3 separate regions of the Mus musculus genome follow, and all the other regions are linked to region 2. Evidence: chromatin contacts called from public HiChIP or PLAC-seq data. All regions are on one chromosome and are shown on one strand. The core of a region is the stretch at or near the end of the contact, and the rest is flanking DNA. Distances in the headings are between cores, read along the strand shown. Region 1 overlaps Gm32130 (a long non-coding RNA gene). Region 2 holds the start of Ets2 (E26 avian leukemia oncogene 2, 3' domain). Region 3 has its middle 56 kb from the start of Gm31845.

Region 1 (3,741 bases), core at 1,169-3,668, 78 kb after region 2:
CCCCCACTCACCCCTGCCCCCAAGTGAGCAGATGAACCCTGCCAACCGGAGGATGGGTCCTTCCAGCCAAGGGTCTGCCTAGCCCTCGGGTTTCAGGGCTGCCTCTGGATCTGAGTGGGGCTCCAGGCAGTTTATTATTTTGCCTTTGCTTCTGGCACTTCTTAAAACAAACCTCAAAGATGAAAAAACCTCCTGTCTGAAATGCATTCCTTTTAGAATCCAAGAAATGACTCACAGAGGCTGGGCTGGCATTTATGTCCCCGTTAACATGATTAACTGCAGAAATCCTATTTTTGAAATGTAGACTTTGTACCCTACATATTCTTCTAGAACAAAATAGAAGAAAAATAATTCTACAGGGAGATGAGGGAGGGATGACATTCCTATTTACATATTTAGTGTTATTTAAATACACGCCACTTACCACTTACTTTACATCTCACTCTAGTGTAACACAGGATTAAAGAGATTGAAAGATTATTCATTTGGGTAAAGTCGCTCACAATGTTCTTTAGAAAACATCTCATCCGAGTGTGAACTAGAGAAAGAAGTTTGCTCTGAGTGATGAATGAACAAGCAGATGTAGATACTCTTTATCCCAAAGAGAAACAAGACTCCACCACTAGGTGTGTGTACAAACCTTGTGAAAGTTAGAAATGAAACAAGGCAGCTACAAAGTAACAGGTGCTGTGGGGCACAGGTGAGAGAGAGCTGCCTAGTGCTGTCTGACAGTAGAATGGGGGTGTGAGTCTGGGGCAGGGCGCTATCATTTACTGAGTAGACTTAGTTGGGGGCCATGAAAGTATTCAGAACTATATGGTAGAGATGGCTCCACCTCTGTGCAAACTTGTTCCACGCCTTTGAAATGAACCCCTAAAAGTGGTTACAATGGGAAATTTTATGATATGCAGATTTTACCACAATAAACATTGTTTTCTCTAGGAGCAGATGTTGAGAAATATTGGTGGCTCTTTCTGCTCCTCTTTCATCTCGGCAGTGCAGGGTTTTTGGTTTTGTTTTGTTTTTTCCAGAAATGACCAAGTGACTCATTCTTCAAAGCCAACCGTTTGCCAGGCCTACCCCTTTATCACAGACCAGTGCAGGTCCAAAGGGGCAAAGTGATTTTCTGATGGCCCATACAATGGATAGTTGGCAGGAACAGGTGCAACTGTACTCCCCTGGGCTGGGGTGAATCTCAACTGTAGGCACCTGATGGCTCTGAGAAATATGTTAAGCTATTGTGGTCAGTTCCCAAGTTTAGACACCACACCTTTGTTCTGGTGTGTGAAACCTCTCATTGTCAAAGCCACATGGTCTCAACATGGTCTTAGGTAGGCCATAAAAGTCAGCCCTAATCTAAACCCACACAGTTAACTGTGTGGGAAGTCCCGGTTTCTAAAAAGGTTTTATTTGTGTGATAACTCCTACATAGCAATGTCGCTTTAGGAGTACCTGCTCAAGAACAATGACAGCCCTCAATTCCAACCTGAGAGGAGTGCTCTCTTGTCAGAGACTTTGATAGAAAAGAAAGCATCCAGAGTAAATAAAGACTGCTGAGATCACCTGACGTGACTGAAGCTGGAACGTATATTCTCATCTTGTACGTGTTCCCGTGCTTCCCGTGTAGGGAGTAATATATGTTTCAAAATTGCGTGTGACAGCCATAGAGAGCATGGAAAGCACCCATGGTATTCCCAAAATAACCCATGACACCTTTTAAATTAAGCACAGTGTGTCCAGAACATCAGGTTTTTCTCTTTACAACTCACTATGGATTTTGGTAAAGTAGGGGTCGTGGAGCAATGCCTCATCAAACATAGACCAAATTATCAGGTAAGTTTACAGATGAAATATGTGCATTTTGTCCATGAGCAGGCTATCCCATCTCCACTGGAATAGTACATTTGGAGGGATGTCAACTTGAGCATACTGGCATTACCATTCTTCATTGCTCATCCTCCAAGTGCATGTTCCCTGGGAGCAAAAGAGGCCAGGGAATGGATATCCCCATTGCTACCTATCTCCAGGTGGTTGCATCAGGAAGACCTGTTTTTCTAGAACTAGGAGAAGCACTGCATTCAAAATCAGAGGGGCACCTGGATTCCTGCCAAGAGGTGACCACCATGTTCACCCCCCCCCAAACCTCCATTTTCCATGTTACTGGGGACATAGTGCTCACTCCAGATGGATAACTTTCACTGTGCTCTGGTGAGCTTGTACCTCACCTCTTTGTCCTGTATACTGCAGTGGAAAGGTCAAGGTTTTACTGGAGATCCTAAGAGAAACCCCAGGAGCACCCTCCCCAATGGGTTTACATCTTGTGTTCAGGAAAGGCAAGCAGCATTGAAGTTCAAAAATAGAGACGGTGAACCCTGGGGGAAAACTAGCTTCCTGTGTGGGTGGCCCCTGCTCTGCTGTAGGGGGCCCCTGGCGCCAACAAGCCCCCAGCCTTTGGGAACAAACCTGACTGTGCTCTGCTAGCTCAGATCTCTATTCTCCCTCCTTCTTTACCTTCTAATTCTGCTGTTAGAGGTTGATCCTGAAAGGTCAAGTGCAAGGGCTTGAGGCAGATAGCTCTGAGGTGTCCCAGAAGCAGTGGCCTGCAGGATTACACAGCTCTCCTTAAGCCCAGCACTGCGATGGAGGAGTGAAGATGGTGTCCCTGCACCCCTGAGATACTATATGTTTTCATCTGGAACCTAAAGGTGGACCCTGAATAACTATGGTTTTTGAAGGTCACGATCACCAGTGAAATGTTGGTAAAACCCACCTTTGAGGTTATTGCTCACTCCCAAATGGCATCCCTCCATCTACCTTATGCACCATGAGACCTGCTCTCACGTCACTGGCAGATCCCTGAGTAGTCCATAAGGAAGCAAAGCCCAGGCACCAGCCTGTCTCTTTACTCAGCTTTTTCCATTCCTCTGTGACCATAGCTTTTTCTTACCTTCATTTGTCTGGGACCAGCTGTAGCCAGAAATGTTATGTGGAATAGTCTCTAGAGACTTCATGAATGTTAAATTGTCTGGTTTACTGAATAGGGTGTAAAGACTTGTAGCATCCTCCTATAACCCATCCTGGGCACAAGCATCCCTTTATCGTGTGTGTCCACACTGTATTTTCTACCTGCCTGTTAGTCACTTCTAACCAGTTATCAGTTCAACAAACATCAGTGCTAGCCTCAGATTCATACACACACCTCTATGTTCCTAGAGCACTCCCACACTACACGAAAGGGCCACTGCATCTCATTATAACACACCCAATGGGAATAATCTTACAATGGCAACTTCAAAAGACCTTATTGATTATCAATGAGAAGAAATGCCACTGGCATTTAACAGAAGGGCAGGGACACTGTTGGCACCATTTGTATGCCTCAACAGACCATGGTCCCAATCCAAGGCAGCAGTAGTCGGAAAAGAAAGACCTTGAACTTAGAAAGAAAAGGGTAATGGGAAAGATTTCATTCCAGAAAAAAAAGGGGGGGCAGGAAAGACGTATTAGTGGGTAAAGACCAGACTTTAGGTCCCCAGAACACACACGGAGTTGGATGTGACGACATCCATATGGGTGCTGACACTCAAGAACACACAAAAAAGACCCACAATGAAGCTGGCCTTGTTCCTTTCAAAATTAAGATAACTTCCCCTTTGGTTACTCACTGGAAACAAGCAAGTCTCTATTTCGGTCCACAGATGCGCTCTAAGTCCCTGTGGCTGGTTGGCTCTGACACATCAC
Region 2 (4,319 bases), core at 195-2,694:
CAGCCCTGAGAGGCTTGGCTCAATAAGGCCTTTGTGGACCAAAGGAGTCCTCGAATGCCCACGGTCTCAGGAGCAGAAGTGATGGAAGGAAACAGTCCTGTTTTGGGTATCTGAACTTCAAGAGATCACTGTGTGTACCAAGCTTCTCAGATACGTGGTCAAGGCGTGAAAATACTTGCAGGGAGATAGGGCCAACGGACACACTCCTTCAGACAAGTCAGTACCTTCTGCTATGTTTTTTTTTTTTTTAAGTTAGCATATGCTGTTCCGTGTCTCCATGGTAACGGGACAGGGACTCTTTCTTCTATTTATGGAGTTCCTCCTTGACCTGGGTTCTCTGGTCTGGACCTGAATACACACTGAGAAGCCATGAGGAAATATCAATTCCCTCTGGACCTAGCTGTTTTAGCTTAGTGGATTAGGCCTTGACTCCTGCAAAGGTGATACACTGGAGAGAAGTATCAGGTGTAATAGTATCTTGATTGGCAATAATTTCAGATGGGGAGTTGCCATGGAAACCAGGAACCCTGCGGTACCAGAGAAGCTGGGGTCTTCCACTCCCTTCCCGGCAAGGCTGTCCTTGTAATGTACCAATCGTCAGTCCCGTGGCCTTGCCTGAGCTTGCCATTTGCAATTTCATATGCCATCTCTGGTAACAACCTAAACTTGAGAAGGAACGAAATAATATTCAACGTACACCTGTGCCTACGGATGAATCCCACAGGTTTCCAACCATGGACTCAACGCCTTCTGACCAAAAAGGAAACCACTCTTTGGCTTGTGTTTTGACCATGAGTTTGGGAGAGTCACGCTGGACTTGACATGTAGTTGACCTCGTAGACCATGTTAAGTAGAACACAGTAGTAGCCTTGAAGGATTTACTAAGACTAATAATAGATGGCGCCTAAGTGCTCGGCCAAGTCGGCGCTGAGACTCGGCTCAGCCCTAGGGGGCGCCATCCGCACCGAGGCAGTAGGAGGGGCCTCTCCAGAGGCAAGCGGCTGCGCCACGTTCTGCTCTTCCACTCGCGACTCCGCCACCCGCCCACTTTGCGACTCCCTAACCCCACGTATGAGTCTTTCACGACGAAGGACCAGAAATCAGGACCCACACGTAGCTCCAAGCACAGGGCAGGCTCCACCGCAGAAGCCTAACCACCCAACCCAAGTGCCAACAGGGCCCCCAGCTCGGACCTGCAGACAGCCTAACGCGGGCGGATACGGCCCTGCCTTTCTAGCTGGACCTCCTGGGCATAACGCCCGAACCGGGCTCCAGGAGCAGGGGCCAGCAGGCAGGCGACAGCGAGCTGCAGGGTCGCAGAGAAGGGCCCGGGAGCAGCGTGGATCCGCCGCTGCCAGAGCGCGCTCTCCTCCCACGCCGGCCTCGCGCTCGCTCCTCCTCCGCGCTCTCTCCGTCACCCCTGCTGTCCCCTCCCCCGGTTCCCTCCGGCCCTCCCCCAGCTCCAGAAGAGCGCGCGGCTAGGAGATCGGGCTGGTTACTTCCTTCACCGCGGCGTTGAGCACAGAGTGGACACCACTGAGGCCCGTCAGTCCCCGCCACCTTCCCCGGCCCCGCGCGCCCGGATCGGCCCTACGGCCTCGTCTCGCCCGGCCTTGCGCGCCGGGACCGCCGCGATCTCCTCTCCCCGCCGCCCTCCGGCTGGCCCTGCCTGCTGCGGCGCGGTAAGAGCGGCCCCTGTGCGCGATGGTCCTCAGCAGAGACTCCGCCCGGGGTGGGGTGTAGTGCGGGCGGCCCCTGATCCCGCCGGGCCATCGCGCGCCCCAGAGCCGCTCCGGCTGGTTCCTAGGCACCCAGTGGCCTCGGAGGGGGACCCAGGCATCGGGCAGGGCGCGGGCAGACCGCTTTTGTTTTGGGGAAGCCAGTGGTCGCCCCGTGCGGTTCCTGCCCGGGGTGCGCGACTGCGTTTCTCGAGAGGGCTTGAGGCACCTGGAGAGGTGGCCGAGGTAGCCCCAGGTTCGGGGTGACTTGAGTTGGGGAGGCGCTAGGCCTGGAAGGATGTGGGGGTGTCCGGATCATGGAACACCTGGGAAGTTGCGGCTCCCGGGAACGTGTCACCTGCTTGGCCAGGTCTGGGCTCCCCTGGGCCCTGGGAAGCCAGTACGGGATACGGTCCAAGTAGGGGTGCTGGTGGCTGCTCTGCTTTTATTTTCTCCTTAAAGCATATGAATGAAGGGGTAACCTGAAGCGTTTGCGTATTTGACTTTTTTTTTTTTCTAATTTACTATTTAATCTCATAAGACTTGTACTAGCCTGCACTCAATTTCAGGGGAGCCTAAAATAGTAGTTGACTCGCTACTTATTTAGAAAGTAAAGCGGTGAGCAGTCCTGGTTGGAGAGAGGAGTCATTTAATTCGCCAGTTGAGAGACTTGCTCCCGCTGTGGAAGCTCCTGTCGGTATCTGCCTGCCTACACCACCGCCAATCCGGAGATACATCTCAGTGTTAAGCTTTTATTAAAATCTGAGTAATCTCGCAGTGCAGTTAATGTGAACACCGTGCATCCCACAGGGAAATAGCCAAACTCTCATATATGGAATTAGTCATTCATTTCTCTAAACTGATTGCTAAGCAAAAGGCAAACCAACCTTCAAAGGGTTTTGTCCTTTTATTTTATTTTTTTAACCTAAATTTATCTAAATACAAACTCATGCTCTCTTATATAAGTGATTACCTGTTCCACTAAGGATACAGTTATCCATGAAATTCTTGTTTAAAAACCTAACTATTCCCAGTTACTACATTTCTGCCATTTTCTCCCATTTCTTGTTACTATTTTTTTTTTTTTTTTTAGCCCATCACCAGTACCAAAAAGTCTAAACTTGAAATTGATTTATCTAGAGTCTTGACTTGTCCCAGGGGTTAGCAAGCACATCCAGTCGGATAAATGAACTTAAATTTGATTAGCCGTGGGTCTGCCTGAAGCCATTTAGTGGAGGGCTTTAATTCTACATTCTTTTTTTTTTTTTTTTTTTTTTACAAAACTCATTAAAAGCCAGGCAACAAAGGAACCCTGTTCTGCAGCCGGTAATTACAGCATTTATGTGGGAGTGGGAGCCTCCCTTTTCTGCTCCTGTTTGTACACAAAAGGCAGGGGAGCTCTTCCCCAACCTCTGAAGCTATTCTCTGCCCATCTCAGAAGCGAAAAATCACAGAGAAGTCCTCGAGTGTCTGTACACTGGGGCAACAGAAAGCACTGTCCGACAGGCCCTGGAGGAACCACGTGGACACCTCTGCCTCTGCTGCTGGTTTTCTGCGGGAGGCTTGTGTTTAGTCAACAGGTTACAGGCTACAGGGCTGACTCCATCCAAGTAGGCGACATGAAGTTCTCAGTTGGCGAGTGTTTCACAGGACTGAAGTGTGACAGAAAGGCCTGGTTTGCTCATATTTGTGTGCTCTCTGCTTCAGTGGGGTGGGGTAGGGAGAGCCCACTCAGGCATGGTCAGGATTTAAGGCCCTACTGATCTGAGGCGTAATCTCCACAGACACCCCCAAAGGAGTGTGTAGTCTAGGCCGGTGACTCAGTTGTCACCGGTCCTCAGTTGCCTCAGAATAAAGTGATTTTACATTTGGAACCTGGACTCTCAGGAGGATTGTGAGGAAGTGGGACTTGAGTCTTCACATTGGGAGCTAGGCATGCTGTCCTGGTGGTCTTCGTCTGTGAGGAATATTGAACCCACAGTAGGTATAGCTGGGATAATATACCAAGGGAGAACCTGAAGAAATGTCCCCGCTCTGGAGACTGCACAGTCCCTGCTGTGACATCACCAGGATGGTGGCTCCTTCAAGGCCCCTCAGCTTTTCTGGGCTGCTTTAACCCTGATCTGCATGTCTGGGCTCCCAGCAGCCTTCCCTTAAGGCCTCTTTCTGCTCTGTGGCCTTTTATCAAGGTGTGAGTGTGTGCACGTGTACACTCACACATGTCGGTGTGTGCATGCGAGTATGCATTCACTAGGAAATTGTTAAGCCATCTGTCATTGGCCCACAATGTTGACTATAAAAAGAACACAAGACAGAGGGATCAAAGCAAGTTAAATAATTCTTTGAGACTATGCTATCTGCTGCCTCTAGTGAGTTCTATCAGTTGCCTGCTAATTTTAGTGACTGTGTGTGGTTAGCAGGTGGGTGCCCATGAAGGAGAGCAAGGGGGTGGTGGTGGTGGCTGGGGGTTGGACACTCTACACAATGGAGCTATCGAAGGCTCCCGTTCTGTAGCTTGGAGCCTGGAGGACGGAGAGCTGCCGTCCAGTGATGGTGATCTCTGGTGTGTGGAAATGAGGCTCCGTGACTGGGTCTGTCTAA
Region 3 (4,126 bases), core at 853-3,352, 90 kb before region 2:
AGATCTTCACTACCCAAAACAGAACAATACGTTCTTTGTCTATGGAATAGAAATAGCCCCCTTTCTTTAGTCCTTTAGCCTTTTCAAATTACTTTTCTGAAACACCTTAAGCAATTTTTGAAGCACAGGAGTTTGTGTCTTATTGTTTAATTAGCTACAACTTTCAAATGTGTATAGAGCAGGTGTGCTGGAATCACCGGATGGTTCAGAGTTCCCATGATCTCTCCCCTCATGCACAGCCTCTACCATTCCGGGCATTTCTGCCAGAGAGGACATTTGCTACAGTTGATGGGTTCACTCTGACTAACATGTTTCAGTCTTATGCTGTACATTCTGTGAGCTTAAGTTTTAAGCAATTTACATTTTTTTCCCCTTGATGGCCTTCGATGAATTTTTTTCTTGATAATCGTTGTGATTCCATTGCCCACTGTGGGGGTTAGCCTTTGTCAACCTGACAGGATTTCAAAGGACCTGGAAGATTACACTTCTGGGTGATCCCACCAGAGTGTCTCCAGAGAGAGGGAGAGAGCTTTAACTAAGGAGGGAAGGCTCAGTGTGAATGTGGGTGCCACTGTCTCAGGGACTGGACTCTGGGATGAAATGAAGGGGGGGAGGGGAGAAGAGGTGAAAACCATCATTCAGGTCTCCCTGCATCCTGGATGCAGATGCAATGGGACCAGCTGCCAATAGTGACATCCTCACTCCATGCCTCCTCCACCACGGCTGTGCCTCACTTCAAAACTTGAGCCCAAACAAAACCTTCTTCCTTAACTTGCTTCTTGCCAGGCACTGTGTCCTGACAAGAGCAGGCATTAACACACTCGTCCAAACTGTTTATTTTTGGATCCCGTGTTCCACATTCTTCCTACGGTGCTCTTTGAAATCATCTTTCAGTTCATATTCTTCGTTTAACATTTCATGGTTCGCCAGACTCATCAGATGCTCTTCGCGATGGTGAATTATGACTGCCAACTTACAGGAGCTACCCAGGAGGCCAGCCTCTGGCCACGTGTGTGAGGAACTATCTAGACTGGGCTAACCTCCGGACAAGCCTATGCAGGATAATCTAGATTATGTATATAACTGAGGTGGAAAGGCTCCCCTTAACTGTGGGCAGTACTGCTTCGGCCCTAGGCTGAATAGAGAGGAGAAGCAGTCTGGGTGTTGGCCTTTGGGTCTCTCTGCTTCCTTATTGTAGATGCAAGGTGGCCAGATACTTCAAAGCCCTACTTCCATGATAGACCTTACCCTCAAACTGCAAGCCACAATAAACCCTTTGTTGCGTTGCTTTTGTTGGATATGTTTTATCACAGCAACGAGACGAGTCACCAATATACTCTATACTAAAGATAAGGATAAGAAAGGAAAATTTAAGAGGAGCCATAGAAGCATCCATGGACTTCAACCAACCATGAAGGAGTCACATCATCTAACTTTCATGCCTTAGGTGAAGTCCTCTTTCCCTGTCTTGAGTCTCAGTGGAGTTAGGGGTAGGGCAAGAAGTTCAGAGTCAGTGTTCATGACCTTTGAACTTTCTTCCATTTCCCAAACATCAAATACAGAAGGCTACTGAAGACTCTCTGGACCTAGAGAGCGTGAATGAGCCCCTATCAGGGAAGCACCAGAGAACACTGTAAGCACCCTCATCAGGGCACTGACACAGACAGAGTCTACAACCAAGATCAAGTAAAATGAGCTAGCCCAGGATGAAGAGTCCTTTCGGATGGACTGAGGCAGGTCAGAGGTACCAGTGGAATCATGCATGCTGTCACCACCACCGGTCCCATTCGCACCTCCACAAACGAAAAGTAGGAATGCCAACTAAAGTTAAAATCTATGTCAACCAGACCAAATCCCAGAGTCTATACATGTAGCAGCCTTAACGACAATTAGAGAAACATCTTCATTGACGTCGCCATTGGTAGAAATAGTCACTGAGACACAGCGCCAGGCCCTCCGCAAGCCTCTTTGCCTTAGATGGCCATGAGTTCCTCCTCTGTCCTATACGGTTGTCAGATGATACAGTTGACAAGGTCAGGTGCAGCAGTGACCTTCCGTGACACCTAAGTATAGTGTTTACGGTTCCTGTTTCTCTGGGGTTGTAGGTAAGAGAAGCTGACGGCGGCAGTGAATCACTTCCTGTGGTCACTGCCCTGCTCCCAGTGCAGCTATTTTTGACAGTTGCATAAAATTCTAATTCCCAATCCGGGCATGTGTTTTATTTGTTTAACAAGAACCTAATAAGTTACAGTGGGGGTGGAGGCAAAAAGCGGGAAGATCTGAGTCAGCAAAGAGAAATGTAAGAAACACCCTTGTTGGAGAGAAAATAAATCCCAACAGCTTCGGTGATCCCTGCAACCGTCACAGAGAGAGAGGAATCTAGAGCCAGGCCTATGGTGATTTCCCACTTCCTGTGGAAGAGTCACGTGTCTCCAAAGCGAGAGAATGCTGCCCGGCTCTCGTAGCTTCTACAGCAAACCTCAGTCTCGACTTGGCAGTTGAAATGATGGGAACCTCTCCCATTCTTTACCAGATCTGGTCCTTCACTTCCGTTGAGATGACATGGTGTCCTCTGCACCTGTGATTAAGCTGATGAAAGATGTTGAGTGTGTCAGGTGTGATGCTTGAGTGTGTCAGGTGTGATGCTGTGAGTGTGTAAGGTGTGATGCTCTGAGTGTGTCAGGTGTGATGCTGTGTGTCAGGTGTGATGCTGTGAGTGAGTGTGTCAGGTGTGATGCTGTGTGTCAGGTGTGATGCTGTGAGTGTGTCAGGTGTGATGCTGTGAGTGTGTCAGGTGTGATGCTGTGAGTGAGTGTGTCAGGTGTGATGCTGTGAGTGTGTCAGGTGTGATGCTGTGAGTGTGTCAGGTGTGATGCTGTGAGTGTGTCAGGTGTGATGCTGTGTGCATCAGGTGTGATGCTGTGTGTCCGGTGTGATGCTGTGTGTCAGGTGTGATCTGTGAGTGTGTCAGGTGCAATGCTGTGTGTGTCCGGTGAGATGCTGTGTCAGGTGTGATGCTGTGAGTGTGTCAGGTGTGATGCTGTGAGTGTGTCAGGTATAATTTTACTCAGTACCATCAGAGAGTATACTGCTCCACTACAGCTAGGAAGAAGTGTCACAACTGGCAGCTGAAACAACACAAAGTTATCTCCTGTTCTGGAGGGTGGGGGTTCTGATGAAGGTCTCAGCAGGGTCGACTTCTGTGTGAGGTAACATCTACCCCAGGTCCCTTTCTTGGCTGTTGGGTAAGGCTTCCTCCTGAGCCTCTTCCCTCTGCTATGTCCAAGTGTTCTCATCGCATAAGAACTTCAGTCATAGTGGATGGGTGCTCACCCCAACAACTTAAATTTTATCCAGTCATTTTATAGAAGCCCTTCCACTGAGCTGGTGAGATTGCCCCACAGCAAATGAAGAAGAGGCAGACAGGTGACATTCCAGGCTTTGAAGCCCATTTCCTTTCTTGGAGCCCTCTCAGCTCTGACCATGTATCACGCAAGCTCTCACCAGCAGCACGTAAGTGAAGGAAGATTTATCCAGCTCATGGTTTACAGAGGTGCAGTCCATCCTGACAGGGAAGGTGTGGAGAGAGAGGTGTGTGTGTGAGATGGCTGTCATGTCACATCTACGGTCAGGAAACAGAGGAAGAGAAATTCTGATGCCTAATTCATTTTCTTCTTTTTATTCAGTTTGAGACACACATCCCAGGCCATAAAATGGTGCTGTCCATATTCAAGGAGACTCTTCCCTCGAAGTTAAACCTTTCTGGACTCCCACACATGTGCAGAGAGGTGAGTCTCCTAAGTGATTCTAAATCTACTCAACTGACAAGATTACCCCCACAAGTGGCTTTCACTAAACTTCTCTTGTGAGCCCTGAACTTTGACCTTTATACATCTTCCACATGTCACAAAAAAAAATCCTTCTGATTATTTTCCAATCGTTTTAAAGTATCAAACCATTCTCAGCTCACAAGCCAGAGAGGGACTCTGTGGGTCAGAACTGGCTATCCCCTGAGGTTGTTGCTCCTGGGACTCACTCACCCGTACCCTGTGCCCTTCACTTCCTTTAAGGTCATGACTCTTCCTTCAGTCCAGGCTAGTCCACTGTCACAACCCAACCTTGAGTT

Evidence for each region. HiChIP or PLAC-seq counts read pairs in DNA pulled down with a chosen protein or histone mark.
Region 1: a contact with region 2 is called in a RAD21 HiChIP or PLAC-seq map of pro-B cells, with 3 times the contacts expected there. The contact joins the enhancer-like site here to the promoter of Ets2 in region 2. A contact is called at or near these places in 4 of 39 promoter capture datasets (the 3T3-L1 cell line, the C10 cell line, cancer-associated fibroblasts and 1 more), 2 of 15 datasets of contacts at CTCF or cohesin (the G1E-ER4 cell line and pro-B cells), 18 of 484 Hi-C or Micro-C datasets (B cells, CD4 single positive thymocytes, the G1E-ER4 cell line and 8 more), 15 of 115 datasets of contacts at active chromatin or transcription factors (the HPC-7 cell line, the SCID.adh cell line, SST interneurons and 8 more) and 3 of 9 other capture datasets (adipose tissue, liver and pancreatic islet).
Region 3: a contact with region 2 is called in an H3K4me3 HiChIP or PLAC-seq map of bone marrow-derived macrophages, with 2.5 times the contacts expected there. The contact joins the enhancer-like site here to the promoter of Ets2 in region 2. A contact is called at or near these places in 5 of 39 promoter capture datasets (the 3T3-L1 cell line, hippocampal neurons, liver and 2 more), 7 of 484 Hi-C or Micro-C datasets (adipose-derived mesenchymal stem cells, embryonic fibroblasts, embryonic stem cells and 3 more), 15 of 115 datasets of contacts at active chromatin or transcription factors (the NIH/3T3 cell line, bone marrow-derived macrophages, craniofacial prominence and 9 more) and 2 of 9 other capture datasets (adipose tissue and pancreatic islet).

Annotation. Positions count from the first base shown.
Region 1 is chr16:95,778,208-95,781,948 of GRCm38.p6, forward strand. All of the region lies in intron 1 of Gm32130 (a long non-coding RNA gene), which reads right to left. Among named protein-coding and RNA genes, the nearest start is that of Gm41509, 18 kb to the right of the region's middle. Within about 2 kb of position 2,419, at least 31 of the 459 cell types and tissues checked have an H3K27ac peak or open chromatin away from gene starts, as enhancers often do. A contact at or near this core is called in B cells, pancreatic cancer cells and pro-B cells, where this site is marked.
Region 2 is chr16:95,700,963-95,705,281 of GRCm38.p6, forward strand. It overlaps Ets2 (E26 avian leukemia oncogene 2, 3' domain), which reads left to right and starts at 1,445. Exons shown (of 10, transcript NM_011809.3): 1 at 1,445-1,682.
Region 3 is chr16:95,610,114-95,614,239 of GRCm38.p6, forward strand. No RefSeq gene overlaps it. Among named protein-coding and RNA genes, the nearest start is that of Gm31845, 56 kb to the right of the region's middle. Within about 2 kb of position 2,103, at least 23 of the 459 cell types and tissues checked have an H3K27ac peak or open chromatin away from gene starts, as enhancers often do. A contact at or near this core is called in bone marrow-derived macrophages and trophoblast stem cells, where this site is marked.